Regions from separate parts of the Mus musculus genome. Here regions 2, 3, 4, 5, 6 and 7 are each linked to region 1. A link is a contact called in public HiChIP or PLAC-seq and promoter capture Hi-C data. All regions are on one chromosome and are shown on one strand. Each heading gives the region's core, a stretch centred on a gene start, on an enhancer-like site or on the middle of the called end of the contact. The rest is flanking DNA. Distances are from core to core; before and after follow the strand shown.

Evidence for each region. Promoter capture Hi-C pulls out the DNA fragments that hold promoters and counts their contacts. HiChIP or PLAC-seq counts read pairs in DNA pulled down with a chosen protein or histone mark.
Region 2: a contact with region 1 is called in a promoter capture Hi-C map of second pharyngeal arch cranial neural crest. The contact joins the enhancer-like site here to the promoter of Marcks in region 1. A contact is called at or near these places in 10 of 39 promoter capture datasets (the 3T3-L1 cell line, 3T3-L1-derived adipocytes, the SN4741 cell line and 6 more), 1 of 15 datasets of contacts at CTCF or cohesin (large pre-B cells), 5 of 484 Hi-C or Micro-C datasets (CD4 T cells, adipose-derived mesenchymal stem cells, cortical neurons and 2 more) and 14 of 115 datasets of contacts at active chromatin or transcription factors (the NIH/3T3 cell line, T-cell acute lymphoblastic leukemia, VIP interneurons and 10 more).
Region 3: a contact with region 1 is called in a promoter capture Hi-C map of second pharyngeal arch cranial neural crest, with 21 times the contacts expected there. The contact joins the enhancer-like site here to the promoter of Marcks in region 1. A contact is called at or near these places in 8 of 39 promoter capture datasets (cranial neural crest, embryonic stem cells, frontonasal cranial neural crest and 5 more), 3 of 484 Hi-C or Micro-C datasets (CD4 T cells, CD8 T cells and pro-B cells), 14 of 115 datasets of contacts at active chromatin or transcription factors (the NIH/3T3 cell line, SST interneurons, T-cell acute lymphoblastic leukemia and 10 more) and 1 of 9 other capture datasets (adipose tissue).
Region 4: a contact with region 1 is called in a promoter capture Hi-C map of second pharyngeal arch cranial neural crest, with 8 times the contacts expected there. The contact joins the enhancer-like site here to the promoter of Marcks in region 1. A contact is called at or near these places in 9 of 39 promoter capture datasets (the 3T3-L1 cell line, 3T3-L1-derived adipocytes, cranial neural crest and 4 more) and 6 of 115 datasets of contacts at active chromatin or transcription factors (T-cell acute lymphoblastic leukemia, astrocytes, embryonic forebrain and 3 more).
Region 5: a contact with region 1 is called in an H3K4me3 HiChIP or PLAC-seq map of embryonic limb bud, with 8 times the contacts expected there. The contact joins the enhancer-like site here to the promoter of Marcks in region 1. A contact is called at or near these places in 9 of 39 promoter capture datasets (the 3T3-L1 cell line, the C10 cell line, cranial neural crest and 6 more), 1 of 484 Hi-C or Micro-C datasets (cerebral cortex) and 9 of 115 datasets of contacts at active chromatin or transcription factors (astrocytes, cardiomyocytes, craniofacial prominence and 5 more).
Region 6: a contact with region 1 is called in a promoter capture Hi-C map of liver, with 9 times the contacts expected there. The contact joins the enhancer-like site here to the promoter of Marcks in region 1. A contact is called at or near these places in 10 of 39 promoter capture datasets (the 3T3-L1 cell line, the C10 cell line, cranial neural crest and 5 more), 1 of 484 Hi-C or Micro-C datasets (cerebral cortex) and 11 of 115 datasets of contacts at active chromatin or transcription factors (the NIH/3T3 cell line, astrocytes, cardiomyocytes and 8 more).
Region 7: a contact with region 1 is called in a promoter capture Hi-C map of 3T3-L1-derived adipocytes, with 8 times the contacts expected there. The contact joins the enhancer-like site here to the promoter of Marcks in region 1. A contact is called at or near these places in 6 of 39 promoter capture datasets (the 3T3-L1 cell line, 3T3-L1-derived adipocytes, cranial neural crest and 2 more), 1 of 484 Hi-C or Micro-C datasets (embryonic fibroblasts) and 7 of 115 datasets of contacts at active chromatin or transcription factors (craniofacial prominence, differentiating embryonic stem cells, embryonic forebrain and 3 more).

Annotation. Positions count from the first base shown.
Region 1 is chr10:37,137,304-37,140,848 of GRCm38.p6, reverse strand. Marcks (myristoylated alanine rich protein kinase C substrate) reads left to right here and starts at 1,923. Exons shown (of 2, transcript NM_008538.2): 1 at 1,923-2,415. The coding sequence starts at 2,314. 5930403N24Rik (RIKEN cDNA 5930403N24 gene) reads right to left here and starts at 1,317. Exons shown (of 3, transcript NR_166104.1): 1 at 104-1,317.
Region 2 is chr10:39,027,974-39,031,518 of GRCm38.p6, reverse strand. Lama4 (laminin, alpha 4) reads right to left here. Exons shown (of 38, transcript NM_010681.4): 6 at 2,823-2,897; 7 at 935-1,086. Among named protein-coding and RNA genes, the nearest start is that of Lama4, 64 kb to the right of the region's middle. Within about 2 kb of position 2,033, at least 11 of the 459 cell types and tissues checked have an H3K27ac peak or open chromatin away from gene starts, as enhancers often do. A contact at or near this core is called in cortical neurons, neural progenitor cells, pro-B cells and 2 more, where this site is marked.
Region 3 is chr10:38,873,930-38,877,474 of GRCm38.p6, reverse strand. No RefSeq gene overlaps it. Among named protein-coding and RNA genes, the nearest start is that of Rfpl4b, 54 kb to the right of the region's middle. Within about 2 kb of position 1,629, at least 7 of the 459 cell types and tissues checked have an H3K27ac peak or open chromatin away from gene starts, as enhancers often do. A contact at or near this core is called in second pharyngeal arch cranial neural crest, where this site is marked.
Region 4 is chr10:38,702,722-38,706,266 of GRCm38.p6, reverse strand. No RefSeq gene overlaps it. Among named protein-coding and RNA genes, the nearest start is that of Gm22911, 89 kb to the right of the region's middle. Within about 2 kb of position 1,891, at least 10 of the 459 cell types and tissues checked have an H3K27ac peak or open chromatin away from gene starts, as enhancers often do. A contact at or near this core is called in embryonic limb bud and second pharyngeal arch cranial neural crest, where this site is marked.
Region 5 is chr10:38,457,877-38,461,421 of GRCm38.p6, reverse strand. No RefSeq gene overlaps it. Among named protein-coding and RNA genes, the nearest start is that of Gm40624, 100 kb to the right of the region's middle. Within about 2 kb of position 1,886, at least 13 of the 459 cell types and tissues checked have an H3K27ac peak or open chromatin away from gene starts, as enhancers often do. A contact at or near this core is called in craniofacial prominence and embryonic limb bud, where this site is marked.
Region 6 is chr10:38,437,994-38,441,538 of GRCm38.p6, reverse strand. No RefSeq gene overlaps it. Among named protein-coding and RNA genes, the nearest start is that of Gm40624, 85 kb to the right of the region's middle. Within about 2 kb of position 1,663, at least 3 of the 459 cell types and tissues checked have an H3K27ac peak or open chromatin away from gene starts, as enhancers often do. A contact at or near this core is called in liver, where this site is marked.
Region 7 is chr10:38,417,862-38,421,406 of GRCm38.p6, reverse strand. No RefSeq gene overlaps it. Among named protein-coding and RNA genes, the nearest start is that of Gm40624, 65 kb to the right of the region's middle. Within about 2 kb of position 1,961, at least 1 of the 459 cell types and tissues checked has an H3K27ac peak or open chromatin away from gene starts, as enhancers often do. A contact at or near this core is called in 3T3-L1-derived adipocytes, where this site is marked.

The sequences.
Region 1 (3,545 bases), core at 674-3,173:
GGGAGAAAAAATCCGAAAGCGAACTAGCAATCATCCCAATTTAAAACCGGAGGGAGACGCAGAGGAAGGGGCAAGGTTCCCGTGGGGTGGGTGCACAGATTGCCTTTTGAGCCTTTGGGAATCTCCTGGATGGTGGTGTTGGACCAGCCCAGTTGACTTTTCAAGTTGGAACTGCTAATGAGGGATTCGTGTCCATCCTGGCGGCCGGGTTCTCGGGCCAGTCCAGCAGGCTTCCTTACGGGTGCTAACACGTTGGTTGGCAAGACGCGTTTCGACGAAATATTCCTTCCAGGCGCTCCGTGGAATATGACTTTGGGATTTAATAATGTATCTAAAGGTACTGGACAGGAGATGAAACTTCACGCAACGATGTTCTGCTCAGGGACTGTCAAACAGCACTTGAACAAAGGGTTATTGGCTTGAACCAACTGTCCTTTTCACTCAAAGTGTGACCTATTTCCCTACAATGAACAGAAAGTAACTGTTTGACAATTCCGAGCCAACACTAAGAGAAACGAGCCATTCCCTCGACTGCTTCTCGCCTCCATCGTTCACGTTGCAGTCATTAAATGCAAACGCCGAAAGATGTTTTGGATGTTTTCATGAGCGAGACTAGAGGAATATTTATTAAGTTGCATCCTCTATCCCCTCTCCCTTCCAGATACATTAAATCAACGCCTGGTCTTTCACACACTAAAAGCGTCTGGTACTTCGGTGGCAAGGGCTGTAGCGAACGAGAGAGATATCCTACACACCGCTGTAGAGCTTTGCCTTTAGCCTGGGTTAGACGTGGAGTCTCCAGGGATTTTCTTTCTGTCTCTCAACCTTGCAGGCGATTTCTTCTGAGACTAGGACTCGGTCTTTTAGGATTTCCTCGCTGTTGCCTCTCTTCCAGGAGCACACTTGATGCTGTGCACAGACAAGTTCAAAATGAGAGTCCCTCCGATGTTGGCAGCAGGCTAGGAAAACAACCCGTGTCGACGAGAGTAGCTGCCTCCCAACTGTAAATATGGATTCGTACACTCAAGGCTCGGTCTAGTTTTACCACAGAGGAAAATTAATGATGTCGTTTCTTACAGTGATAACATGCTAGCAAGTTTCGATCTTCTGAAAATGGTCCTCACAATGTTTTGTGGAAAAGTGATCGGTAATTGGAATAGTTGGAGAGACGCGATTTGAGGTGCTCCAAGGACCAATTTCAAAATATTTTATTTCACGCCTCTAGGAGAGAAAGGAACGAGCATGGCTTAGGCTGTTTGCTGTTTTTGCGTTTCCCACATCTGGCCTACAGACCTAATTCCAACTGGAGATCTTGCTAGATGAAATTCGATCTTCGTGGTTTAAATACCTTTCAGTGTGGGACGATTTAACAATTGCAGCAGTTTTTTTAAAAAAAGAAACACCCCCCCCCAAAAAAAAAAATCCTTGCGCACTATCTGTGAAACCCTTATGGAGTGCGGAGGGAAAAAATGCTGCTAGCACACAAATCCTACCCATTGTCTTTAACACTCGTATACACACTTATACACGTAAACACACGGGAAAGATGGGGGAGGGGAGAGAATGGCTAGAGACAGACGCGGATATAGACCGGCAAGAGTCAATGCGAGTCAAGTTAAAGCTTTCTCCGCCCCCATCCATAAGTACCCCCTCCCGCGTTAATTAATTCCAAACAAAGCAAGCCAATCAAGACATGCATTATTATTTTCAGGCCGAGGGAGACGAGAAGCACGTATTTTTTAATTGATTTATTTATTTGGAAGACATTAATTCTTGGTCTGAGGCTGATTTTCAAACCGTTTGCAAAGCGCGGCTCCATTGTTCGCCCGGAGCGCAGGCCCCGCCCCCTGCTTTGTGTGCGGCGCGCGGATTGGCCAGCGCGCGCGGGGGCCGCGTCAGCGCCCGCGAGCCCATTCATCTGTGCACTTGGGCGTTGGACCCCGCATCTTATTAGCAACCAGGGAGATTTCTCCATTTTCCTCTTGTCTACAGTGCGGCTACAAATCTGGGATTTTTTTTTATTACTTCTTTTTTTAAAAAAACTACACTTGGGCTCCTTTTTTGTGCTCGACTTTTCCACCTTTTTCCCTCCTTCCTGCGCTGCTGCTTTTTTGATCTCTTCGACTAAAAATTTTTTATCCGGAGTATTTAATCGGGTCTCTTCTGTCCTCCTCGCCACCCCCACCCCCTCCCTCCGGTGTGTGTGCCGCCGCCGCTGTTGCTGCTGCTGCTGCTCGCCCCGTCGTTACACCAACCGAAGGCTCTTTGTTTCCTCTCTTGGATCTGTTGAGTTTCTTTGTTGAAGAAGCCAGCATGGGTGCCCAGTTCTCCAAGACCGCAGCGAAGGGAGAAGCCACCGCCGAGAGGCCCGGGGAGGCGGCTGTGGCCTCGTCGCCTTCCAAAGCAAATGGGCAGGTAAATTCTACCTGTGGTTCTTGGCATTTCTTGGGTGTCTTTCTCTAATCTGGACGCCTCGTCTTCCCTCTGGTCGCGCCCGAGATGCATTCGAGGGAGGGGAGCCTAGCCAGATTCTAGTCTGAAAGTTGAATGGGTAATGATAGCCTAAATTGTCAATTTTTCATAGGAAGGGTACCCTCCACCCCCACCCCAAAGGAGTGGTTCCTAAGGATCCTGGCCAATTCTTGAGTAGACCGGAGGAAGAGTGATAAATCGTCTAAAATGGCGTGGTTTGGAGATTGGCTGAACGTGACTAGTTAGATGCACCCCCCCCCCAACGCCCCTCCAGGTTGCATTTGTATTTGGGGCCACAGTGGTGTTTGGGTGGCTCACGTATTTATTGTCGAGATTGGGTCGTCTTTGAGATTTCTGGTGTGGTTGTGTGTGTGCGCGCGCGTGTGTATGTGTGTGTAGGAAGGGGGGAGCCAACGCGGATGGCGGTGGAGAAAGGCAAGCTGAGAAGGCTTGTCTTATTGTATCCAGAGGCAGTATGCCTCGGGTTCTTGGAAAGGTGGCTGGTTAGAGCCGGACAGGCAGCTTTTCCAAGTGCCTTTGCGATGGCCCTTCCCCTCCCCCTTTGGTAGCTGTGTAATTACACACCCATATGACTTTTCAAATGGTATCCTGGTGTGGTGGGAATTCTCAGTGGGTTTTTGAAGACCCTTTCCTGCCTGCCAAGAAGGGAGCAGTTCTGGTGTTTTGGTCTGGACTGTTCGTGTGAGTGGCACCTTGGCCACCCTCGAGGATTGCCTCAGTGCTGCTGCGACCCAGGCAGAGAGCCATGGTTGGGTGGGCTCAAGAGGTCGGCCATGGGTGGCTGCTTTCCAAACAGCGAGCACCCACCACGCCTCTTTTCCTAGAGCCAAAAAAAAAAAAAAAAAAAAAAAAAAAAAAAAAGGCCTGCTCTAAACCTACCGGGGCAAGACGTGCTCTGTCAAGAGCCTTTAAACCCGTTAAAAATGCAAAAAGGAGCTGCCCGGGCGCACCCCAATTTGCAGAATGATGGGCGAAGGTGGGCGTGGAAGCGGAGGCCAGACTTCAGACATAATGGGTTTTCCCCAGCCCTGCTGGTTGCCGAGCCTCGGAGA
Region 2 (3,545 bases), core at 784-3,283, 1.9 Mb before region 1:
AGTCTGCTCTACACATTTTCAGTCAATTGTGGATATTATTTGAACCTCCAAAGAGTAATAAACACTTATGCCACGTACTGTTTTAATGGTTCTACATATCCTAGCTCCCTTGGTACCTTCCTCATGCCTATATGAGGACACTGAGAAGCAGAGATTAACTTTCCTGAGCTCATGGAGCAATGGGCAGAGCTGGGGTGTGAGCAAAACAATCTTAACCATTATGTTAGCTTGACTAAGAAAATAAATGGGTGTGCTGGTATTATATCTGATGACTTTTCACTGAACACTGTTGTTTATAAAAACATCCATTAGTTGTGATGGAGGTCCATTATGAAAGGAAAGCCTTTTAAAGCTTAGATGGGTGAGGTTTTTTATTTTATTTTTATCTATTTATTTTTATTTTTTCCATTGCCTGCCTTTTACTACTTTGCTCTGTAGAGGTATGAGAACAAACACATTTATGTATATGTTTGTGAGTTTGAGGATGTGTGTGTATGTGTGTGTGTTTCACAAAGAGATTGAGAGACTGGAAAAACAAGAGAGAACAAGTGTAAGAAGGACAAATTGGAAGCAGGGAGGAAAAACTCCCCTAAACCCTGCAAACTGAACTAAGGTATACCGGGCAGACTTGCACTTGAATAATAAAGACACAGCTTAGAAAATAAAAGTTTCTCGTGTAGATATTAATCTTTTAGTCATTTCGTTTTTCACAGACTCTCTTACATAAGTCTACTGCTTTTGATTGAGGCATTAGCTCATGATTATCGTGAACTTTTCTTAACTCTCTGTGTAACTGGGTATTATCTATGTTGAACCTACACAATCTATAATATAACCATGGAACTCAGATGCCAACAGGTCCTAGAGGTTGCTAAGAGGGAGCCTGTGGAACTGCAGTGAAAAGAGCAGACAAAAAGAGCAACATTCAACATACTCTGAGGAGGTGGATGGTAGAGTTCATGTCGGTCACGTGTCTATGCGCCGCAGCGCCAGAGGACACGCTCAGCAGCCCGGATTTGCTCTCTTCGATGGAGAGCGCTGCTAATCGCAGGTCATCGGTCAAGTCCCAGACGCACTTATCACAGCCTGGAGATGAAATAGGAATGTCATTTCTGCAGAGCCAAAAGGCAGCCTGGATTCATATGGCTTTAATATAGACCCCCTTGGTTAGTACCATGTTTATTTTTATTTCCCAAGAAATTGATACGGCCACATAGAACCTGTCTTTACCAAACCAAGCCATACATCGGGCAGGAGTCCCACTTAACATAATGAGAACCAGACATTGAGACAGCAGGTTAATAAGAACACTAATTGTTAACAGAAAGGACTATTATAGGATAGGTGGAGAAGAAGCCCTTACCACTTTTCCTATTATTCATGGTCCCCTTACCCCCCAGATTCTGATCCTGTCAGCTTCCTGTCTTTGCTTGGTGGCAGCTGGTAGAGCAGGCTGGGGGCCAAGCATCATTCTTTTCTCATCAGCTTCTCTCAGTCAGTCCAGGAATGCTGCACCTGCCTTTGCCTCCCCCAGGGAGGGCCTGGCTCCTCTCCATGCCCCCCACCACGACCCTGTGTCTAGATGAACAAGTCCTCAGAGCAGGACTGTAGGGTACACTTGTTGGCTAATGTCATGACTTGGTCTCTGAGGTAGGAGCTAAAGCTGAAACTAAACCTGGACAGGCTCAAGAGACAAGCCCCAGCTTCTCTCTCCTCACCTTTCACACTGTGAGCCCCACCCGGAACCCAGCTGCCCTCCATGGACATAATTAAAAAGAACACACACCAAGCCTTGAGCCCCATCCTGGCCTCTCTGCACCTTGCCGATTCCCAAACTCCTTCCCACAGGCTCTGCTATTTCCTGCAGAGTTGTCAGACACTAAAGGGTTAATGCATGCTCATTTGTTAATTTGTTATTAACATAGCACTACCTTTAAGCTCCCTTAGAAAATGAGTCCCCAGACTACACTTCAGGCTGCTGAAGAAAAATGTTTAAGGCTATGTAGGCATCTGGCCGCCTTTAAGTGGAGCTAGTCCAGGATGCTGTAGTTGATAACTGCAGGCTTTTCCCTGCTGTGTCTCACATCTCGGGCATCTTCTAAGAGATGATAAACTGGCAGTTTTATAATCTTCTACCCACAAGGACTTTTTTGGGACCGATATACTTTTCCTTGGAGGAAGGGATGCATGATGTTCAAATACTCTTTGAGACAAAAAATTTTCGTTGCTCTTGAGTGACAGAGCAATTTAAGCAAAAGAGAAGGCAGCTCTACTTTGTAACTCCTTGTCAGTTTACTTCTGGTCAGTCTTCACATTTGGGTGTGTCGGGAAGAGCTGCTTAAGTCTCCTGGCTTTTCAGTTTCTACAGCTGCCCGGGTAGCACCAGTCAGCCAACGTAGACAGGGCTCTGTCCTGAGAGCTGAGTGTGAAGACTAGGTAAGTAAGATGTCTAAAGTCTCAGAGTGAGGTCCGCAAAAACTGCCTCACTGCTGACTGAGATGGAGGCCACCAGGGACCTTTGCACAAGGTCCGTTACCCTGGAGCAAATACCAGCTGCTAAACCAGGGGTGGGAGTGAAACCCTTTCAGGGAAAGTGATATCACACTCATACATTTACTACTTATTGTGATGTGTGTGTGTGTGTGCGCAAATGTGAGTGTGGATGTCAGAGGGTATCTTGTGGGAATCAGTTCTTTTCTTCCACATTTTCGATTTAAAAAAAAAAAAAACTACAAATGGGTTGCAACACCTGTTAGCATATTAGAGAAATTGGTTAGTCATTAAGGTTCTGCTACTTTTCCTTATAGTTGGGCAGTTCTTGCCTGTAGGGACTTCAAATCCTTCTTCCAAGCACTCTCCGGTTACACTGTCACACGGGCCGCCCCCACAGTTGCACACTATGGGAGACAGAAACACAGAGTAAGGAGCCATCTTCTCATGCCTAAAACAAGACGGTGTTTCCATGGTTTCCAGAAATGCTGGCTACTGGTGTGCAATCCTGCGATGGGGATTAATTATATTTATCCTGAAGGGTATGGAGTCTGTGATAACATCCTTTAACCAGTTCAATGCAGGTAAGAGATGTTAAAAATAGGACTGGAAGCAAAACTGAATCTCGCTTTCCTAGGATTCTTTTCCCAACTCTTTAGGATGCTATCCTAACGCAACAGATGCCTCAGTCCCAAAAGGCCCAGGAAATTTCACAAGGAAACAAAGGCCACAGAGCTCAGCATTCTCCTTCCCTCACAGAGTCTCCACAGCAGCGAGGTCCCTGCCAGCTGTGAGGGAAGAGCCCCAGAACGGGACAGTGAGGAGGCCCAGGAGCAATGCTTGCCTCCTAAGTTTTGACCCCTGGCAAGAATGACTCCAAACTCCAAAAGAGAGGTATCTGGGGAGTGGATGCTAGGCATAATTCAGGGAAAGAATTGGAAACAAATTTACATGAATTTAAAAGGCTTTCACCTACTGATGGCTTTCTGTAATGCCTTTATAAAAACAAAATTCAATCTTATCTGGCTTTTCATTTTTTGCTAGTTCCCCCCCCC
Region 3 (3,545 bases), core at 380-2,879, 1.7 Mb before region 1:
GGGCAGGGGTTGCATTTGCCAAAGCACTAACTAAAGAGCTCTGCAAACCGCATACTCGAATCACCTGGGGATCTTCAAGAATATTGAGGTTCTGGTTAGACCACAGGCCAGAGAAGTTGAACTCTGAGTCTAGGATGCAAACAGCAGTTTTCTTGTTGCTACTCAGGCAATTCCAAACACTGATTACCTGGAGAAACTAGGTCTGCAAGTTCTTTGCTTCCAGTGCTTCCAGGGCAACATGGTTTATTATTAAGAAGAACACAAGGAGCGTTAAGGAGGACATAGTTCAGAATTTGGCAAGCTTTTCCCATACAGAACTAGAGAGTAAATATAGTGTTTTAGGTTTCATAAGACTTGAAGCAAAATTGAGCTTACCAGGTAAATGCTTGTATAGCAGAAAGCAAACAAATTCCACAACTTTTGATGAAAGATCAAACAGTGGTCAGTGAGCAGTTTCATATATAACTTTCATGTCATGAAAACTACATCTATTTTGACTTTTAAAGACCATTTTAAAATATACAGCCTATTCTTACCTTGTAGTTCATACAAAATTAGGCAGTAGGCTAGATTTGGGCTTTGTGGGCTAAAGCTTTTTGGCGTTTGATATAGATAACCATATTACCTCCAATCCAAAGACAAGGCAAGAAATGGACATCTAAGTAAAAAAGTCAACTACCTTACCTAACTTTGAAAAATCACAGTTTTCTCCAAGGACAGTCCGCAGATGTAAATACATGTCAAGACAAGTCTTGTTGGCACCTATATTTTTCACAATTATTTAAAAGTAGCTGACTGAGAATGTCACGCGAAATAGAGACATTCTGACTTAAAATGATGCAAGATGATCTACGGATGTCTTTTAAAAATGCAAAGGAGATTTTGATCAGACATTCAAACATGGTGTTTAACAGATGTGCATTTCCTGAGGCCTTGGGTTGTTAAAGATTCCTTGCTACAGAGTCACCCTTCCTGTGTTTGTAAATTGCACATTTCCACCTAGGGATTATGCGGCAAAAAAACCAAACCAACCCCGCCAAAAGCCAGTTTTATAGAGTGGCTGTTTGTGTTATCAGCAAGATAGTCTGAAGTACTGTAGAGAGGCTGTGAAAGTCACTCTTCCACCCTCAGGTATTCTATGTCTACATTATCCCGAAATATGACATTGAGACTGTCATATAAAATTTCTCATTAAGCAGAAAGCATGGTGAGAAAAACTTTAAAGAAAGCCTTAAGACCTGAAAGTCTAAATATTGCTTTTGTAACTCAGTTATAAAAAAGAAAGGTCAATTGTGCTATTTCTGGGCATGAACATTTTCGATTGGAATCAGAAGTTTCCAGGCAATCAAAGTCTTTTCCCTTTGGAGTTTGTCTGCCTTGAGAATTTGCCAGGCGTTGAAGTGGGCCCTCTGCTGGCAGTTCTATTCATTGCACCTAGATTTGATTTATATTGTTTTCTGACACGTTCTTTGAACCTGCCCATATTTTTAATGTTTTCTGTTATGACTGTACATTTCACATAACAAAGAAAACATAAATTCTACGTTGCCAGCTGTAATGGTTAATAATCCTCCACTCCTGCCCTTTTGAATTGTACTAGAGTGTTGGAACATCTGGCAGTTTCCAATTTCTATGTCAGAGTGGGGTTTTGACCTCTATTTCACTTTCAAATGGGTCTCCTCAGCAGAGTAACTCTGCTTTCTGGATTAATTTTGCCATTCTCACCTTTGACCGTAAATGTGAGTTTTTAACACATGATGCTTGAGAAGGGAATGGTGCAGTTTTCAGAGGAAGCTAGGGCTCTCTTGCTCTTTAACTACTTTTGTTAGCCTTTCCAATCCGGTGACTGCAAATACTCCTCAAATCTTATTCCTCACACATCGAAATTTTTAATTTACATTTGTTACAATGGAGGGCTCATCTGCTCTAACAATCCCAGTCACAAGGTTTAAAAGTAATGACTTTTTTTTTTTTTTTTTTTTTTTTTGTAAGCTGGTTCAGCTCTGGGACCTTGAGGAGGGGCAGGGAACTGTGTTTATTAGGCCTTGTACATGAGCAATTATAAGTGTAAATACGTGAAAACATATGTATCTCATCTAGCTTCCACTCTGCTGTCCACAGCTGCACAGCAGTTTTCATTCCTAAGTTATATTTTTGCCTAGCTCCCCTTTCTAGAGTCAGCAGAGCATCCCCTCCTGGGGCTCTCACCCTTGGAGAGAGCCTTTGAAGCATCTCTGATTCTGAATTTAGTCCTTTTACTTTCTGTCTTTTCAATCCTCATGACCACTGTATAGATTGATAGCTCCTCGTCTCTGGAAGAATGCACCAGCATTTTAAACCCTGTTATAATAATAACTGTTCAACTCTGTTATAGCCCTAGTATGTGCTTAGTGTGTTCTCATCATTTCAGTCTTCCTAAAGATGATTTTTAAAATCACATTCCTGTTCTTGTAATGCTTCTCCCAGGGCTCACAAATTCAGGGAGCACCTTCGAACTCTGCCTTGAACCCTCCAACCCAATGGCCAAATCTTAACAAGGCTTATTCCCACCAGTCCAGCCTACTCTTTGCCCTCTCTTCTTTCCATATCTAGTTTACAGCTCTATTGCAGGGCTTTTTAAATATGCTCCTTGTCTGATATGTGTGCTTTCTCTCTCTTTATACAAAGTTAACTCCAATTTAATCACTAGTGTCTACATAATTTATTTAACAATCTAGTCAACATTGAGAGTTACATGTCCAGCATTCATCATTAATAGTATCAAGCATTGTATTTTGTTGTTTTTAATTTGCACTGACTTGATTTGTATTTAATTGGTATGCATTCTCTTGAGTACCCTTGATTGCTCCTTCACTACCTTTTGCCTCACTCACAAGACTATATGTTTCTGATGATAAAACCATAGCATATTCCATACTATGGTGCACCATAGATAACTCATGTCTCTCTTCTGTAAAATGGAGATAATGGTGTCTTTCTATGTCATTTGACACAGGGCTAAGAGGAAATAATGTGAAGAACTTCTTTAAAGCTTTCAAACTAGTTCATTACCATTATTATGGCAATGACATAGAATGTTTTTCCCACCCTGAACACATGGGTCTGGAATTCCTTTATGAAGACTAAGTGGATCATGGAAGGGGACAGCTATCATTTCCACCACCTCTTATCTCCAGTCACATCAGACCAGCCAAAGCTCAAGGCAGAGATCAGAACTCCAGTTCAATTTGCATATCCAGACATTGGCTGCATTCCTTTTATTTCATATAAAGACCCTTAAGGTTAGTCTTTACCTCTTGTATATCCTCTTGCAACTTGGAGTAAAAGATGAATATTGCTTGTCAATTGTGAACAAAGGTATCCTAATAGTTTAATAGAATGCTGTGTCCTTATTTATTTTATTTTTTTTTAGAACTCTCTGTTGCACAGAAGTGGACGCTCACAGTGAGCTATTGAATGTATCACAGGGCCCCCAATGGAGGAGCTAGAGAAAGTACCCAAGGAGCTAAAGGGATCTGCAACTCTATAGGTGTAACAACATTATG
Region 4 (3,545 bases), core at 642-3,141, 1.6 Mb before region 1:
AGAGTTCTATGTCTTCATCCAAAGGCTGCTAGTGGAAGACTGACTTCCAGGCAACTAGGGTGAGGATCTTATACCCACACCCACAGTGACACACCCATTCCAACCAGGTCACACCTATTCCAACAAGGCCACACCTTCAAATGGTGCCACTCCCTGGTCCAAGGATATACAAACCATCACAGGGCTCATAACTTCTGATCCATCTCTCTAGCGCCACCAAGTAGCTTTTATAAAATACATGGAAAATGAAGAATAGGTAGAGGATATGGATATCCACTTTAATTCACTAACTGTAAAGAGTCTGCATTTCTAGAAGAGTTAATATTTGAACTTGGTTTCAGGCTGGTTTGGTCTCAAATTCCAGCACCATCATTTACCAGTGGTACCATTTGACACACCAGACCAGTAACAGCAGCTATTACACGGGCAGTGTGAGGACTGAGCATAAGCCTGCCCAGCAGTGTCTGTCACAGAGAAGCCATTAAGTGACTTTCGAAATCCTGTGAGCTGGGTTAAGTACTTCATTATCCCATGCTAGCTGCATGGGGCAAGAGCTTTTTACAACCGTTCATACCAAGAGAAATACTATAAAAATATTAATCTATACATGATTTAAAGTCAACACCTCTCATAGTGTTGTTTAGAATTAAAAAATAGAGAAGTTAAAAAGTTGAGACAGGATCAATGGAAAAAGAATATGAAAAAGTGTAGTCTTAGAGATAGCAAACATTTTCCCAGAAGTGATCATTGATTAATTATGTAACTTTAGAGGGCATTAATTAACCTCTAATTAGCCTCTTGGGTATCAGCTCTCTTAGTCATCAAGTAGGCATCAAAACACCCTAGAGGGAAAAAATGTGCTCCTTCTCAATGTGTTATCATTACAGACTATTTAGATGCACTTTGTATGTCCAAAGAGCTTCTGGCAAAAATGATATGTTTAGAAACCAGGGGACTTCCTAGTATATCCTCAATCTTTAGTTTATGTGAGCTAAGAACTAAGGAAGGGGCTGAGCGGTGATTCTACAAACCACTTTCCTAGGAACCAGCAATCCTTAGATTATTTAGAAGGATGATGTCGAGGGGGCTTTAGCTCCTTCACTGGGGACCCTGTCCTACCCAAGGAGCTGAAGGGCTTTGCAGCCCCATAGGAAGAACAACAATATGAAGTAACCAGTACCCCCAGAGCTCCCTGGGACTTAGCCAGCAATCAAAGAAAACACATGGTAGGACTCGTGTCTCTAGCTGCATATGTAGCAGAGGATGGCCTAGTCTGTCATCAATGGGAGGAGAGGCCCTTGTTCCTCTGAAGTTTCTATGCCCCAGTATAGGAGAATGCCAGGACCAGGAAGTGGGAGTGGGTGGGTTGGGGATTAGGGGAAAGGGGGGGGGGCATGGGATTTTTTTGAGGGAAAACTAGGAAAGGGGATAACATCTGAAATGTAAATAAGAGAATATCTAATAAAAGTAATAAAAGTGTGTGGGGGGCTTTAGCCAGGTCTTGCTATTTTAGTGGAAGAAACTGCTCCTTTAGCATTGCTGCATCTAGCCATTTCTCACTTCATTAGCCCAAAGTTCATTTCCAACTGCAAATGCCACACGAGGGACATAGTACATTCCAATTTTAATTTGAAACACCTGGAGTCCTTTGGCCCAAGGCCACATCTGGGGGCCAGCATATCTCTCTGCAGTGATCTGAGTTTTGTCTTGGCCTTCCCCACAACTGCACACACAACACTAGGGAAGATTAATTTTAGTGGAAAAATGCCAAAGAAAACAAACCTCACCAAGAATTTAAAATATTGAAAACCTACTAGCTGAGACAATGGGAAGCCAATATTAGCCCCGAAGTTAAAGCATGCTTAATTAAATAAACAACTGGCATTAGCAAAGGTCTACAAGTACAAGGAATAAGAGAGCAATACTCCTCCCAAGGATAAAGTTAACTACAACCAAACCAGTGCTCAGATGAAGAACAATGCCCTGTTTTCTTTTTAAGAGATTGACTTATTTCTACTTTGCATGTATTAGTGTTTTGCCTATATGTGTGTCTGTGTGCCATGTGCCCCCCTAGAGTTATGGACAGTTGCAGGCTACTATGTGGGGCATAGGTCTCTGCTAGAGTAGTGAAGTGCTCTTAACTGTGGAGCCATTGTTCTAGTCTCTCTTTCCCCAGTTCCTTTCATTTTTTAAAAAATTCATATTTCTTTTTTCAATTTTTATTAGTTATTTTTTTCATTTACATTTCAAATGCTATCCTGAAAGTCCCCTATATCCTCGCCCCACCGCCCTGCTTCCCTACCCACCCACTCCCACTTCTTGGCTCTGGCGTTCCCCTGTACTGGGGCATATAAAGTTTGCAAGACCAAGGGGCCTCTCTTCTCAATGATGGCCGACTAGGCCATCTTCTGATACATATGAAGCTAGAGACACAAGCTCTGGGGGGTACTGGTTAGTTCATATTGTTGTTCCACCTATCGGGTTGCAGACCCCTTTAGCTCCTTGGGTACTTTCTCTAGCTCCTCCAGTGAGGGGGGGGGGGGCTGTGTTCCATCCAATAGGTGACTGTATTTGCCAGGCACTGCATAGCCTCACATGAGACAGCTATATCAGGGTCTTTTCAGCAAAATCTTCCTGGTATAATCAATAGTGTCTGCATTTGGTGGTTGATTATGGGATGGTCCTCCAGGTGGGGCAGTCTCTGGATGGTCCATCCTTTCGTCTCAGCTCCAAAGTTTGTCTCTGTAACTCCTTTCATGGGTATATATACAAAGAGCTCAAGAAGCTGGACTTCAGAAATTCAAATGACCTCATTAAAAAATGGGGTACAGGGCTGGTGAGATGACTCAGTGGGTAAGAGCACCTGACTGCTCTTCCGAAGGTCCAGAGTCCAAATCCCAGCAACCACATGGTGGCTCACAACCATCTGTAATGAGATCTGATTCCCTCTTCTGGAGTGTCTGAAGACAGCTACAGTGTACTTACATATAGTAATAAATAAATCTTTAAAAAAATGGGGTACAGAACTAAACAAAGAATTCTCAACATAGGAACCGAAGGGCTGAGAAGCATCTGAAAAAGTGTTCAACATCCTTAATCATCAGGGAAATGCTAATGAAAACAACCCTGAGATTCCACCTCACACCAGTCAGAATGGCTAAGATCAAAAATTCAGGTGACAGCAGATGCTGGTGAGGATGTGGAGAAAAAGGAACACTCCTCCATTGTTGGTGGGATTGCAAGCTTGTACAACCACTCTGGAAATCAGTCTGGCGGTTCCTCAGAAAATGGACATAGTACTACCGGAAGATCCAGGAATACCTCTCCTGGGCATATACCCAGAATATGTTCCAACCGGTAAGAAGGACACATGCTCCACTATGTTCATAGCAGCCTTATTTATAATAGCCAGAAGCTGGAAAGAACCCAAATGTCCCTCAACAGAGGAATGGATACAGAAATTATAGTACATTTACACAATGGAGTACTACTCAGCTATTAAAAAGAATGAATTTATGAAATTCTTAGACAAATGGATGTATCTG
Region 5 (3,545 bases), core at 637-3,136, 1.3 Mb before region 1:
CTTGAGTACTAGACAAAGTAGCATGCATCTCTAACCTCAGTGTTGGGGGAGCAAGTACAGAGACGGGTGGATTCTTGGAGCTCACTGGCCAGCTACACTATCTGAATGGGTGAGCTCAAATTTCAGTGGAAGACCTTGTCTAAAAAAATTATTTAAAGAATTACTGAGAAAGACACTTTTACATACATGAACATGCCCACTTGCATACATATATGTACATGAACACACACATACACATGTACACACACACAAATACACATTCACATGCACATATGTACACACATGATGAACTAACTACAGTAAAGGATTAATCACTGAACACTCATATTAACCTCTGCAGCAATCAATGAGAATTAGATGAAAGCACTAAATTGGTTGGTTAAATATGTGTCCATTTAATGAATACTTAATCACTTTTCCATTTACACTAACTGTATAAAACATTAATATATTGAATTATAAATAATCAATGTAAGTTTGTATGCGACATTAATTGCTGAAGGTATTTACACATTTCATCTCCTTGCAACACTTTTTGTAAGAAATGTAATCAGAATAAAGTATATAAAATGACACTAAAGCTATAAACTGGACGGAATTATCATCTTCCACAACCTAGTTTGAGGAGCTGGAACGATAACTCAGTGATAAAGAGCATTTGCTGCTGTTGCAGATGATCTGGGTTTGGTTCCAAGCACCACATGGCAGGTCACAAGTACCTGTATCTTTAATTCTATGGCACCTGGAACACTCTTCTGGCTTCCCTGGCCAACAGAACACACAGGTGACATACATGCACACAAAACACTCATGCCCATAAAGGAAAAACAATTCTCAAAAATTAGCCTTGTTTGAAATTTTAATATCAAACTACTTTTACTTTTTAATAAATTATTGGGAGTCTTAGAGTAAGTAGTCTAGGCTGATCTGAAGCTCACTATGTAGTTTAGGATTATTGTGATTCTCCCAGAATTTCAGCAATCCTCCAGTCTCAGTCTCTTGAGTGCTGTGACTAGAGTTGCTAGCCAATATGTCTGGCTAATGAAGTACTTTTAAAGTATGAAACATTTAAAAGTATAAACAGAAGTATACAGAGATAGTTAAAATTCAAACTAAAGCCAAAAACATTTCTAATTTAAATGTGAAAGGAAAGATTGGGGTTCAAGTTTACCTTTCTCCAGTTTGGGGTATAGGACATTCAATTATTGTCAGTGGAATACAAGGTAGTAACAGATCCCAGGAATTTCCCTAATGTGAGGAACCAGGTGCGGCCACCACCCGAAGATGGCACCTGGCTGCCAGGTCTTATGACCTGCGCCTGACTTCTTCATTATCTCAGACTTAGCCACATCCCAGCCGCTTGCACTGCGCAGATGCCATGCCTTGTCAGCTCGCCTGAGGTGTCATCACTTGCTGTGAACCTACGGACTGCCATTACATGACTGGGGTGATTGGGAGGAGTCAGTAGGAAGGCATGCCCTGGGGTTGTGCAAGAGATTCCCGTTCCTGCATTGCAATGCTGTGTTCCTGAATAAACCTGCTTGAAGAAGGACAGCGTGATGTTGCATCTTTCCTGCTGGTCAGGGTGGATGCGGACACCCTAAACTTTGTCAACCTGCTTAAACTGGTCATGAGATGGCAAAGTCAATAAGTAACAGAGTAAGACAGATTGACTGCAAAGGTACCAAGATGATAACAGAGAAGAACTGCTCTGGTCTTTTTTGAGTTAAGATAGCCTGCGCTATCTTAACAAGACAATGAGTCTGATTTACCTCTGCCTTTGAGACATAGCTGCCCAAACAAGATTCCTGTAACCACAGGCACATCTGTAATACATGCAGGTTCCAGTTTTTCCTGAGAAAAATACTAAGCAAACCTCTTGATTATAGGCTGGGGATTAAGCTCTTCATAATCTTTTTAGAACTTACTCCAGAAATGTGGTGAGTTCCCCCTCCCCGCCAGGCTTATGTAACAAACAATTATCCTGACCAACATAGTAACTGTTGAAATGTACAATTTTAGTAAATACTTTGTTTACTTGATGTATTTCTTGGACACTGACAGCTCCCCTCCATTTTCTTATTTTCAGCATTTTGAAATAAAAATCACTCTCTGATAGAGAGATTGCCAAATAAGAGGCAAATTCTTCAATAAAGGCCCTTCGGGGTTAAGTCTGTCAAATCTTAGCACTCGGGACATCTGTCTCTAGTTGGCTGTTTCAGTGAGTACAGATGTGGAGACCCCGATGCAGTGGAACAACAGGGACACATGTTTCCAGGGAGCTTGCTAACAACACTTCTTCCTAAACCATACCAGTCTGAAGGACAATGGCTGAAAAATGTACTGGCAAGTGCTTTGTGTTTTCTAAATTGAATTATAGCATAATAATTTAATTTGTGGTTTCCCATGTGCAAGCTAAAATTTCAGTATAACAAACAGACCTAAAGAATTCCCAAACATCTGACAAGAGTATGTTGAAAAAAAGAACAAATAAAGACTAGGAAGAAAAGAAAAATTACATCTGCACAACATGGTCAGAGATGGCTTCAAATGTAGCCTATACTAAGTTTGGTGATTGTTTTATGTACTAGCACATCCTATTAATTGCCTACCTAGTGTTTCCATATCAGTCAGAGTCATCACTAATCTATTCTAGTATACATTGGGATTGTTTAATATTTATGTTCTGAGTCACAAAGACAGCTATAGAAATGGTCTATGCAGAATCTGGAAAAGCAATCAGCAGCAAGCTTGAGTGTGTTTGCACATACATATTATTAGTTCATTTAGCCACAGCACGTACTCAGGGCAAACATCTGTTTCCCAGTTACACTGTGCAGTGGTATGTTTATTAGTGGTCTTGTTACTTTCCCCATTGTAAAGTTTGTTATTAACCGTGATAAGTATATAATTTTACTTTTTACTTTGCTTTTTCACACGTGTTACTGATGTCAGATATATTGTTTATTTCTATTTCAATTTGGCACCACTTGCTTTTGGTTTCAGTGAAGAATTAAATTCAAACTGTGAGTATTTCCCACATTGGGAAGTGCATATGCAGAATTGTAGAAAACGTACAGCAGTGCCCATGAAGCAGTAGCTAAATGTAATATATTGGCTCCAAAATATGGATCTCAAACATAAGTTATAAAAAATCACCTATAATAATATTAACATGTTCTGAAATAGAAAGTATGATAGAGTTGGAGTTCAAGCAGATGAATTTGAAAGCAGTGACAAGAAAATTCATGTGTGTGTGTGTGTGTGTGTGTGTGTGTGTGTGTGTATTCAGATTTTTCATCCTGAAATGAGTTGTGAATACTCAGGGTACGTTATAAAATGTTAATTGCTACCAGCTTACTATAAACATTTAAAGCTTAAACAATACAGCTCACAAGTTCATAGGCACATTGTTTTGTGTATGAGGACTATTAATGGGCCTTTCCTTATTTGCCAGACTAGCCCTACCTGCCTGGCATGTCTTGTCATTTGATGATTAAGAGTGCAGAGGAGACTGTGGTGGTTTGAGTGAGAACAGTTCCAGT
Region 6 (3,545 bases), core at 414-2,913, 1.3 Mb before region 1:
TAAGAAGATAATTAAGTGAAAACAATTGGCAATAAATTGTCTAAAACTGAAAACAAAATCATAGTAATGGATGATGTAATAAAGTGAAGATATGCTATGCTTATTTACATGTGAATAATAATTCTACCTGTAAAGAAGACCTTAGTGTGTTTGTTTTTAAGACAATAGAAATTACTTCAAATTATCCTTTAAGAATTCAGCAATAGAAATACATTAAATGTTGCGTGAGAGTCATTTCCTGGGAAGACTCAACATATGCTTTACTCATCTTGGAAGGGACAGTCACAGAAGACCCAAAGAACAATTATTCCCATGTCCAACTTGGTTAACTGATAAATTCTATTGGTTATTTATGGTGTGGGGTTACTAACTAGGAGCAAGGGATGACTCAAAAGCAGCTACATCACCAAAAATGTCCACCCCAGAGTGAAAGAAGGCTCATAAAGCCTGGAACCCTAGAGCTCCCTGTACAACCAGCTCTACCTGTCTGAGACCCCTCCTTGTTGAGGGAAATATTAAAAGAAATAAGTTCTTGCACTAGTGCCAGCACTAGCAGGCCATGGGGCTCCAGCCAGGTGATCTCAACTCAGTGGTGTCTCTGCCCGCCAACTCTCCAGTGGTGGGGCTGGAGCTCCAAAGTTCCTCTCACTACCACACAATGCCCCACACACTCCACGGTCAGCCATCACAACACCCAATTACCTGGTAGAATTAAAACTCTTAGAGTTTATAGTTAACCAATCAGATTTGTGTATCAATAAAGTCTCAATTTACAATATGCCAATACAATAATTTCAGAGCCGATTGATAATGATAAAAGCTTTATCTCAATTATTCTAACCTTATGATATAATAACTACCTGTGATTGGTTGCAGTCATGCTGGTTCACATCTGCCTCCATTCTCCTTCCCCTTTCTCCTACATTTTCAGACTCTGCAACTCTTAACTCTGTCTTCCCTTTTCCCGTCCAATTACAGGCCTCCTTCTGCCCTTCCCCATAGTCCCTTTCTACAACTTGACTAGCCAGTCATCTTCCCCAGAATTTGGTTACTCTTTCAATAAAGACGGGAAGGAACATTCTAGAATCTCATGAGAACTTCCTAGACATATGGCATTTTGTTTATATCCCCAGTGTCATGACTGCTTCTGTTTGTAGGACACTGTGCAGCTAAGGAATCTATTATTTAGATCAGCTCATCCTGAATGGAGATAGTCACGAAAAAGTAACACCTTCCCTGAAGACTGTAGAATGAAATAATAAAATCACCTTGCAGGTGTTTACCCTACTCCTTTATGTGCAGATCATAAGGAAGGAAGGACAGTTCCATGTTCTATGTTTAATCTAATACTTTGTTGATGATGAAACCAGTCTGAGACCCAACAAAGCAAACATATTAATTATCAAGATGCAGCTACTGGACTTCTTCACTTTTTTTGGAGGGGTGACATTTTCTTGGGGCTATGTGCAGTCAAAAGCCTTTCCAGGATAGCAATGTTGGCTTCATCTTCCTTTTTTATTCTTTTGGTCATTCTCATGTTTCCACTGGGGATGCAAAGCAATAGTGTAACAGTGCTGATGCCTTGGGATCAATGCTGAGGCACTGTGTTTGCCCCAGGTGAGCACTAGGGCTAAAGCTCAGCAAGTTTCATTTCAGATGCCCTTTACAGAGCAGTTGAGGTTATCACAGGGAGGCAACAGGAAGGGAAGGTCTTACTTGAAGCACTCCAGCAAAGTTGCTCTAGCTCAAACAAACTGCTCCTGTATAATTGAATTAGCTACTTTTATCTTGAAAATGTCCAATCCTCATGAAAGTATGGGATTTTTATATAGCATTCTCACCTGCACTAAGTTCCCTGGAGAACAAATATAGAACAAGAAACTCAGACTAAGAACTTCAACTAGACATGCTTACTGAATGCCACGGTTAATGCCAGCCGTGTTTCTGATGAGCCATTTTGCAGGCCATGAGAACATTTCAGCAGGGTTCACTGTGAGTCATCTGTCTCCAAGCTTTGTTGTTGAAATGTATCAATTATTTGGATACATGTTAATCATTTCCAGAGATTCTAGTTTGCATTTACAGGATGGCTGTTTTGCCAAAGCAAATGGCCTCAACATTCCCCTCTTGTGTTTGCAATGTTTGAAATGTATCCAGATATCATGTGCATTTATCTGTGGATAAAATATTAACTGGAAATTTCATGATGAAGTCAATGATTAATATATTCACATGATTGTCAACATTTCTCCTTGCCATGTTAGCACCATTCCAGTTACATCACTTACATGGACTTTTACAGACATATCTGTCTCTGGAAAGGATGGGTGTTGGAGTAAACAAAGAGTACACATAAAACACACTCGCATTACTGGGGCACACAGGGGAGGCCAAAAATGAGTGTTGGTATTTTCTTCAATTTCCACTTTTGCTGTCCTGACTTCTGATGTAATGTAATTTGTTTTTACTTATGATCAAGCTCCATACACACACACACACACACACACACACACACACACACACACACACACACACACATATATATTCTGCCTTGCATTTGCTTCAATTACTAGCCCGTGCTACCATATATGACAAGGTCTCTGTCATTACAGTCTAATGTTTTTAGGTATATGAAAATAGTTCCATAAGCAGTTTGCCTGTTTTCTTTCTTTAAAAAAAAATCAATGGAGCCCTACCGATTTAGAATTGCAAACCTAGAGTTCTAGAACTATCAAGGAAATTCCTTGAGGTTATAGTGTAAAGAGTGGACTGATAATAAACTAAGATTAAGGTATTTGGAACAAACTATTATAATATCTGAATATTGCTTCCATCTGTTTCTGTCTCTGTTTCTCTGTCTCTATGTCTCTCTGTCTCTCTCTGTCTCTCTCTCTCTCTCTGTATGTTTGTATACATGTAAAGAGAATATCTTTTATATTGTGTGGATGCATCACCTGTCAAAAACACATTGCCTATAAGAAAGGTTGGAAGAGAAGCTTGGACATCCAAGACAAGAAAGAATTTTGGGATAGAGCGAATAATGAGAGATTCACCTGGGAAGATGTGACAAGACTGAAGCAAGGTACCTGAGCACAGAATGTAGATTAAACTAAATGGGTTATTTTAAGTTTTGATCTAGTAAGAGAAGACCCTAGCTATATGTCCAAGGTATTTGTAAATATGTCTTGAGTCTGAGTCTTATTTCTGGGAGTATGGGGCTGAAAGGGTGAGCCAGGTCATAACACCACTATATATGATAGTTCTTTTTTTTTTTTTTTTTTATTGTGGCTAGATTTAGGAGTCACGTGGTAGATTGAAGAGTAACAAAACAAAACAAAACAATGTATTTTGATGATTTTTCCTAAGTGGACAATAACAGAGTAAAACAGATTTAAAAGAAAGAAAGAAAGAGAGAGAGAGAGAGAGAGAGAGAGAGAGAGAGAGAGAGAAGGAGAGTAAGAGAGAAAGAGAGAGAGGGAGGGAGGGAGGGAGGGAGGGAGGAAGGGAGGGAGGAAGGAAGGAAGGAAGGAAGGAAGGAAGGAAGG
Region 7 (3,545 bases), core at 712-3,211, 1.3 Mb before region 1:
TTATCCTACAGCAGTGTGAGATATGGGAAACGCGAAGCTGGTATTCACTTACTTCAGGGCGTCTAATCACTGCTAGAAAACCACACAGAGACGTCGGTAATGGAGTGTTGAAGGTCCATGGACATGCAAGGAGGCCGGGACCATTGGGGGCCAGTGGACTGAGAACTGCGTCTACCCAGGCCTGGAAGCTCCAGCTTAACTCATTGGTGAAGGCAACAGTTGTCTCGGGTGCAGATGGGTCTTCTATAGAAGATTTAAGCAGCAGCTCTGTATGCAAAGGCCTGCTCTATGCTCCCCATGGTGGTTCTATATAAAAGAGACAGCCCCTGGTTCCAAACTGTTTGTTGGTTGCTCATCGTGGAAAATGGATACATACCTACTTCTCAGGGTGGACCTGAGGTTAAATACCTTTTGCAAGAAGGAATGCCTGGGAAGGGAGCTTATTGTCTAAATACTTAGTGCCTCTACATACCTCATCAGCATGGAGAATTCTGTTCTGGTCCTGCATGATCACAGGTTACGTTTCCTCATGTGGAAAGTGTGGCCCATGTTCTAAGCCAGGAATTTGGCAGGGATGTGTCTGCTATCTCTTGTGTGTACCCACAAATTTCCAGGGTCTCAGACTCACTCTACCCAATAAGATTCCTGGTATGGTTAACCATCTCACAGACCATGGCAAGAGTTGGGGAACATCCACAGGTGGACAGCCTACTTGGACTTCTGGAGGCCCACATAAGCTCTAGTTGATCACAGAATCCTAAAATAACATTTTTTAAGATACTGAATACCAGGCAATGAAAGTCAATACATTTTGAAAATGTTATATTTTTGTCCTCATTATATTTTTGTTTTTAGTAGTTTGAAATATGAGGGACTACTTTTTAAGTTATTATCCTTCTTTTATTCAGTATATTCTATTAACATCTACCATGTGCCCAACATTCTAAGCACTAGTGATACAGCAGTTGAGGTAGGAAAAAAGACAGGAAAATAAAGCTATAAATAAAATGTATAATATGTCAGAAATGATAAATGTTTTAATAAAGAAGATAGAACACTGGGTTTCTGTGTCTATTTTAAATGACATAAACAGAGAGAACTAGGGTAGATAATGACATTTGAGCACAGATATTTATACCATTAAGGAGAAAGCTACATTAGTCCCCAAGGGAAAGCCAAACCAACAATGAAAATAAGAGAAGATGGTATAGGCATACTATGTGCTCTGAGGGATTTCTTAACAGTATTGAATGTATAGTCTGTTGTAGATGCATTTACAACTAATGGATACACATTCTGCAGAATGTGAAAAAGAGTGATGGAGGGTATCATGGAGAAATCTCAGAAGAATACTATATAATACCCCTCATTTGGCAAGGTAAAGGCAGGCAGTGGGGCAGACAGCCAAAACAAACAAATTCAGTGCAACAGGGACTGCTTACCAACTGAAACAAATCAACAAACTGTGTGAGATGGATTCCTTCCAGAGCAGATGTTGCCCATAGGCAACAAACACAGAGCACAGAGAGAGAGAGGGAGGAAGGGAGGGAGGGAGGGAGGGAGAGAGAGAGAGAGAGAGAGAGAGAGAGAGAGAGAGAGAGAGAGAGAGAGAGAGAGAGAGAGAAGAAACTAGCTGATTGTCTTCCCATCTCTTGTGGCCAGAGACATAATAGGTTTCCAACCCATGGCAATGGAGTAAAACAACTTTTTAAAAAATAATCAGAATTTATCTATTGAGACTTGTGGCTGTTTTGTTAGAAAGCTAAGGTAGGCTAGGACCTGATGGAAAAAAGCACTTTGGAATGGAATGCTCACAGGAGACACCCAACACCAAGCTCCATCTTTACTGTGGCAACTTTAAAGCAGCAGTTAATGTAAAAGGAGCAGCTGAAGATAGAGAAGCCTAGAGGCATTGCCAGAAACTTCACAGCTCGAGAAGACAAAATTGGCTGACTAGAACCCAAAATTGTGTTGATAAATGTCCTAGCAACCAAGCAAAATACTGGAAAGCTACACTAAAAGAGTCTGGAAATAGAGCAACCTTAGTAAGAAACTGCAAACCAGTTTCCAACCAATTAAGACCACTCTGAAGTAAGGTGCTTTTCTGCCCTAACTGCCAATTAGGGCAAAATTCACATGTCAGTGAAGACAATTGCAGCCAGAGGGGTTGAATATCTCTGTGTGTCTTTCAGCTATGGTTTCAGGCATTCAAGGAAAGAGTGCCATGACTCAAGCAAGAGAAAATGAAGATCTTGGAAATTTGACCCAAGGACACAGAAGCACAGGCAGGTAAAAACCACATTACCTGTATGAGTTGCTCAGCTAGAGCTTGGAGCTGATCATTTGTGGTTCTGTGACTACCGACCTCCCATGATGACTCAGTATTTTAGTTGAAACAAAACAAAACAAAAACCAAACCAAAACAAAACAAAAACAAACAAGTGTAGTTTGCACACAAATGAATGGGAATAACTGTGTCCCAATAAACTTGTATGAGGTTCTATTTCCCAACTTAATCTGTGTTCTCTGTCTAATGAGCTAAAATTTCATAGTAAATTTTTAAAATAGATATAAGGTGCTTTCTACCAAGTAGTGAAGATACTCTTACCTCAGTACTTTTGCTTTATGGCTTATTAAAGCCTTTGGAATATGACTGAGAGAGCAGAGCATGGAGACTGAGCAGTGTCAGAGATTAATTGCTTGGCTTCAAGGGTTATCACTTAGAAATACACTAGATTTTAAAGCTTCTAAGACATCTTCTTCTAAGGCACAATATGCAACAGTCCTTTAAGAAAAACACCTTGAGACAGGGACACCAGCAGCAGCATTGTGGTGTGTGAACCACAGGGCAGCAGAGAGCAAGCTGTGCTCTCTGTTCATGGTTCAAGCTGGAAGAACTTTATAGCAAATGAATGCTCTTCTCTAAGGCTTGGTGAACTAGAAATGGTCTGACCAAATCAATCCATATCCAGGGAGATAAAATAAATGTATACTTGTTAAATAAGTGAAAGTATTCAATAGGAGCTCTTAAAGAAGACTGTCTTCAAGGAACTTGGAAGATTATTTGTTAGAAAGGGAGCACGCTCAAAACCCTAGAAAACTAAAAGAGTAACATATAGGTTAATACCCTTAAGTTGACACACTGACAGATTTCAAGATATAGGGGTTGTAGATAATTTCTACTTCAAACCAAATAGTCGCCAGGACTTCAGTTTTGCCCATTGTGATAGTGATAGTGATAGTGATAGTGATAGTGATAGTGATAGTGATAGTGAGCAGAGCTGGTGACCAAATATATAAATATTTATATATACACATATAACACACACAAATATATATATATATATATATTTCCTCCTCTGTTTCTCTTCAGGAAAGGACTGACTTCCCATGGATATCAAATTTTTATGAGTTACATTTTGTTGACTCATGTATTTTGGAAATTGTTCAATAAAAAAATCCCTCACAATAAATAACTCTGGATTTTTGCAAGATGCATGTTAGGCTATGTCTAGAGGATGTTCTTCAGCACATACATGCTTTCT